Linked DNA regions of Hordeum vulgare: region 2 is linked to region 1. The links are chromatin contacts, called in public Hi-C maps. All regions are on one chromosome and are shown on one strand. Each heading gives the region's core, a stretch centred on a gene start, on an enhancer-like site or on the middle of the called end of the contact. The rest is flanking DNA. Distances are from core to core; before and after follow the strand shown. Region 1 holds the start of LOC123402906 (ceramide kinase). Region 2 holds the start of LOC123402408 (cationic amino acid transporter 9, chloroplastic).

Region 1 (2,858 bases), core at 103-2,602:
CTATAACCTCAGTATTTTTCTTGCCTTGGACGACAATTCTTGTATTCCAAGGTCCACATACAGGACCTTCATCAAGAAGCTCCACAGCATAAACATCCAAAAACTTGATTTTGTTCTCCAATTTTGGTAGTAGTCCGATAGATGACCAACATGAAGAACCCAATTCCTGCAAAATGTAGCATGATGAGCGAACTGGAGCCACAGTCAGACCACAAAGACGCAAGACAATATCCTCCTGCATGTACTTATCATTTAAAACTCAAGAACGTAATCCTCGAGCCACAAGAAAAATTGGAACACTTATCCTTGTTGACAGAACTAGATGCATGCAAAATACTAAAATGTCATATTCAAATAGATTTGGCTTTGCACGCCAGCTGGATCACTTTCTTGAAGAGGAGAACTAAGGTTGAGGTTCTGATTCGCAAAAAGTTAGATTCACAGACGCACAGGAGGATTCTTAGTTTCTGGTTTGGGTACTTCAAATAATACTCCCACGGTTCCAGAATACTCCCTTCATCCGGAATTACTTGTCATAGGAATGGATGTATCTAGATATATTTTAGTTCTAGATATATTCATTTCTTTCCATTTTGATGACAAGTAATTCCGGACGGAGGGAGTAAGTTTGAACTAAAACCATGACACTTATTTTGGAACTCAGGAAGTAGAGTACATTTCCCCCATTTGCAAGGGGTTCAGCTGGCCAGTGGCTAGTGGCGACCATCCTCCTCCATCACCACAAATGCTCGAACTTCAATATTGTCCGAGGCCGTGATCCTATACTCCCACAGCTTGTAACCACGTTTGTAATGACTAGTCTATGCACCTAATCCACGCTTCTTTATAAATCCGCAACTACTTACGCCATTATCCGTGTACCTATCCGCCACCCAACTCTTGGATTCAACCCCGGAAGCTGCAAATCTACAGTCCGCCGTACAATTCGACCAAGAAAACGCAAAGTTCTTTCAAAGTACAGTGAGTGCTAGAAAACGAATTTAATCTGATAATAGCATCGGCGAGCAGAGGCGGGCGGGAGGCCAGCCTCAGTCAGAGTCAGAGTCAGAGGCGGGCGGGAGGCCAGCCTGAGTGAGAGTCAGAGGCGTACCGGGTGGAGAGGGAGGAAGGAGAGGCCGTCGTGGCCGAGGGTGACGGTGACCTCTCCGACGCCGCCCAGGAACAGCACCTCGCCGTCGGCCTGCATGGTCTCCCCTCTCTTCTGTTGCCGTTGTTGAGCTCGACCGTGTCGTTCGCTCTATTTTTTCCGTGCGCGTGCGATTGATCTGGTCTTTAGATCTGGTCCGTGCTGGTGGTTTCCTCTCGAAGCACGCTCCTGACCGGAAACTGGCGGACGCTTCGTCCTCGTTTACTTTTTCGAGAAGCATTACAACACGACAGGAAAAAAAATACAGACTCTCTAAAAGCATCTACAGTGGGAGGTCCCAAACCCGCATCAAGCCACACGATGGAACTGTCCAGTCATTAATCGATTATAAAAATACTTTCAGATGTCCCAAACGGATTTTAAATGGTCGTCTAACCAACGCCTTTCATATTCAGCCTAAAAACGGGGTGAATATGGAGCGTGTGAACGCGTTCGCCACGTCGGACCCGGCCCGTGCTATCCCATTGATCCCACATATATTCGTCATCATCCCTTTTCCGTACCAAACCCTAGCCACTTCACTTCACTCCACTCCCTCCACTCCCCTCCAACATCCAAGCTCCTGTCCCGCAATCTTCGGCCTTCTCCAGAATGGCGGGCAGCGGATCTGACTTTGACCAGCCCGGATCCATCGGCACGGTCCCGTGCGGGTTGGATGAAGCAATGACGGTCCGGGTTGCACTCCGCCGCTCCCGGGAGGGTAGCACCCGACCAACGACAGGATCTATCCCGCGCAACTCATAGTATCGACACATCGAGCGCTCGAATCCTTCGGGCCTAGATCATCGCGGTCCCGGGAGCCTTCAAATCTCCCCTTCCTCATCACCGGGGCCGATGTGCCCGTCGTGAGAAGGAGACGATGAGGGTGGCCGAGGCCCGCCTCGCTGTTGACATGGTCGCGACGGAGGCGGCCGATGCGGCGGTGCGGGCGGCAGCAGAGGAGGAAGCCATCTGCGCCCGCATTGTAAAGAAGCGGCAACAGAGGCACACGAGCGCCCTCGCCCCGAGAGTAGAATCGGGTGGTCCGTGACATGGTCGGACTGCCACCCAAGGAGAAGAAGGAGGCCAACGATGGGTCCGACAGCTCCGGCGATGAGTAGATCCGGCTCGATTCCTAGTGCGTCTTCAACCGGTATTTCCGCGAAAAGGATGCAAATGGTGTTGGGAAGGGCAAAGGCAGCCATGGATGATATTCTCCATCATAAGCAAACATGCCAAATTTTAATATTCCCATTATGATGTAGTAGTGGGACGATGTGTATGCATAATTTACATAGTTGCATGAGTTTGTGTGGATTCGAGATATGCCAATTGAGGTATCCGATTGTGAGAAAGGAAATTTGAGATTTGACCGATCAGCGTCCACGCACGCGTCTGCAGCATTTGAGGGGCCCAATTAGCCCACCACGATTGTAAATTCTCTAACTCAATATGGCTCAAGACTTCGATAGGTCCACCTGATTTATTTCAACGCATGACACCTCATATGTTTTGCCACTTATCTTCTTTCTCATCCTCGCTAACTAAGGCTTCAATACTCACACAATCACCATGCATTTGACCAATCTTAAGGCGTCTCCCGCTCTTTCGGCATAAGATGAAAGATCTGTTTTTCCATGTGAGTTTTAAAATGAGTTGTGCATGTATGGTTATAGATGATTTCTTTCATCTCCTATCCTTGTTTTGCTGA
Region 2 (2,858 bases), core at 127-2,626, 430 kb before region 1:
GGTCATGAATGGCCAACACAACAACCACCATCTCCTCATCGTCGGATGAGGAATCATCAGAGCCGCATAGAAAATTGTGGAAAAAGAACTCGTCGACGGAGTCCATTTGTACCTTTGGGGCAAACCATCGAACAACTTGCGGGCGTCGTCGAAGAAACTGGCCGGCGAAGAGACACTCGCCTCCCCTGGACCACGTAGCTGTCCTAGCGCCGTCCGACGAGCGTCGCAGAGTTTTCGAAGGAGCTGGCTGAGGGCGCGATGCGAGGTGATGCTCGTGACGACGTCAGGAAAGAAGGTCCGGTGGCCCGACAAGGAGGTGGTGGCGGCGGCGACATGGGAAGGTGGCATGCTGCAGGGAAGGTATGTGGGCGTGGACTGCTGGCGAGGGCACCAAAACTAGGCGACGGCGACGAGGGGGCATGGCGGGGGCTCGCTGTCGACGGGGGAGAAAGAGATGACCTATGTGCCACTGACTAGTGGGCTAGGGAGAGGAGTAGGCGAGCGTCGCGCGCGTCCGCCTCGTATCCACGCCGACGCAAATGAGGCTCAAATTTGAACCGACAATAGGTTGGCAGATGGACAAAAAGCGAACGTGTGTCCATTTCAAATGACGCGTTGAACCGACTTTTGTGTCCATTTTAACCCAAACGGACATGCACGAACAAATTGGTCGACGCGTGTTGGAATTGTCCTAACGTTTTTCCAAACAAGTACACACGACATATATCCTTTTGTTGCTATGCTGTAACAATTAGCCCAAAAAACAAGAAATACGAAGCCTAATTGAGATAGTTCTTTATTATTTTAAGAGTACGTTATTTTTATAAAAAATAGAACATAATTTACAAGACATCAATAAAAATACATACATTCTTATTGACTGATCACACCAACACCAGATTTTAACCCCAGCACAGATCTCGAGGCTCAAATTTTACAGGACGCCAAGCCAACAAAGGGGCATAAGATCCAAGACGCACCAGCTGGGCGGGTTAAAATCAATTCTACGGATTGGGGTACTCCATGTGTCTTAGTTTATAAATTTGACACGAGTGGCGTAGCTAGGGGGTGGACAGGGTGGTCCATGGACCCCCTGGAATTTCCCTAAAGCATCTATATAGTGTAGTTAAAAATATATTTCTTTGAAAATAAATAAATGTATATAAATATTTATATTATTGGACCACCCTGACACACTGGTCTGGCTACGCTACTGTCTGACACATGTATTTAGGTTATCAATTTAATCAACTTAATGAAAATATATGTAATAAAAAAAATATCATTACAAAACTTTAGATGTTCTATTTTCTAATAATATAATTTTGTTTAATATATTATATATTGGCAGAGGGAGTACTTCTCTTCTTCACTCGATCCCGAGTTCCCGACCAATCCCCGCGCAGTCGGGGCCACGCCTATCCATGACGCAAGGGCCGACGTCACTCCTCCCGGTCTGGGCGCGGACGACTGCTCGAAGGCCCAGTACTCGACGCCAGTCGCTCCACGCCACCACCGCAGACGCCATGGAGGGAGAAGACGCACACCACAGGCCCTCTTCCTCCTCCTCGTCCGGCCGCCCCTTCCTCTCCGGCCTCTGCGCCGCCGCGCTCCGCCGCAAGCCCATCTCCGCGCGCGCTTCTGCCGCCGCCTCCGGCGAGGGCCTCGTGCGGCAGCTCGGCGTCCTCGAGCTCGTGCTCCTCGGGATCGGCGCGTCCATCGGCGCCGGCATCTTCGTCATCACCGGGACCGTCGCCCGCGACGCCGGCCCAGGTTATTAGCCCCTTGCACCTCTGTTGATCTGTTCCTCATTGGAATCAATAGTAGACACTGCACACTACTACTAGGTCAACGGACTGCAGTTTTGCAACAGTGGCAGCTGCTTGTTAGTTTGGCTTACAGTAGCATCAACGATCTTAGTAAGATAGAGGCTACATTGGTTTGATGCCAACGTTTGGCAAAACCAAAACTTGCTAAAATTGACAACTTTTTTAGAAATTGCCAACAACCAATTGGTAACCAATTCTTTTGACTTGCCAACCATTGGCATGCCAAATATTGGCATCAAATTTATTAGCCCTTTAATTCACGAGCTTTGTGAGCTCAAACATTCTGATCCATGTTCTCCAATAATAAATCTGAATACCTAGTTTTTCTATCATCGAGTAGGTTGCTGTTGCTCAGTATCGTTTGGTTGTTATCATTATTTACTTTGATATTTCAGCTGCTTCTCTAAAGTTTGTTTCCTTGTTTATTTCTGCTCAAATAACACGTTTGCTTCAAACAGGTGTTACAATCAGTTTTGCTCTCGCTGGAGCTGCGTGTGTGCTCAATGCATTGTGCTATGCTGAACTGGCATCTCGTTTTCCTGCTGTGGTCGGTGGAGCATACTTGTACACATATGCAGCGTTTAATGAACTCACGGCCTTCTTGGTTTTCACTCAGTTGATGCTTGATTACCATATTGGGGCAGCAAGCATTGCTCGTAGCTTAGCGAGCTATTTTATCCAATTCTTGGAGCTGATTCCGTCCGTGAAAGGCAATGTTCCAAGTTGGATTGGGCATGGAGAAGAGTTTTTTGGTGGTGTTGTTTCAGTTAACATATTGGCTCCAATCCTTCTTGTCATCCTAACCGTGATCCTCTGCCGTGGTGTCAAAGAATCGTCAGCAGTGAATACTTTTATGACTACATTGAAAGTAAGGCTGCTGCTAAACTAAGATTATTTGTTTCTTCAACCACAAGTAACCTTTGAAAGTTAAATTGGCTAGGTCAAATATTGTTGTAGAAATTTTTTGTGATGTTCTGTGATATTGCGATTTGTGCTTGCACAAAGCGATATTTTCATGATTTATAACTT

What was found. Hi-C and Micro-C count contacts between places; a contact is called where the count stands out from the background.
Region 2: a Hi-C map of leaf shows a contact between it and region 1, with 5 times the contacts expected there. The contact joins the promoter of LOC123402408 here to the promoter of LOC123402906 in region 1. A contact is called at or near these places in 2 of 6 Hi-C or Micro-C datasets (leaf and seedling) and 1 of 1 datasets of contacts at active chromatin or transcription factors (embryo).

The regions. Positions count from the first base shown.
Region 1 is chr6H:410,673,018-410,675,875 of MorexV3_pseudomolecules_assembly, reverse strand. It overlaps LOC123402906 (ceramide kinase), which reads right to left and starts at 1,352. Exons shown (of 13, transcript XM_045096872.1): 1 at 1,112-1,352; 2 at 8-166. The coding sequence starts at 1,207.
Region 2 is chr6H:411,107,901-411,110,758 of MorexV3_pseudomolecules_assembly, reverse strand. LOC123402408 (cationic amino acid transporter 9, chloroplastic) reads left to right here and starts at 1,376. Exons shown (of 8, transcript XM_045096332.1): 1 at 1,376-1,773; 2 at 2,288-2,697. The coding sequence starts at 1,425.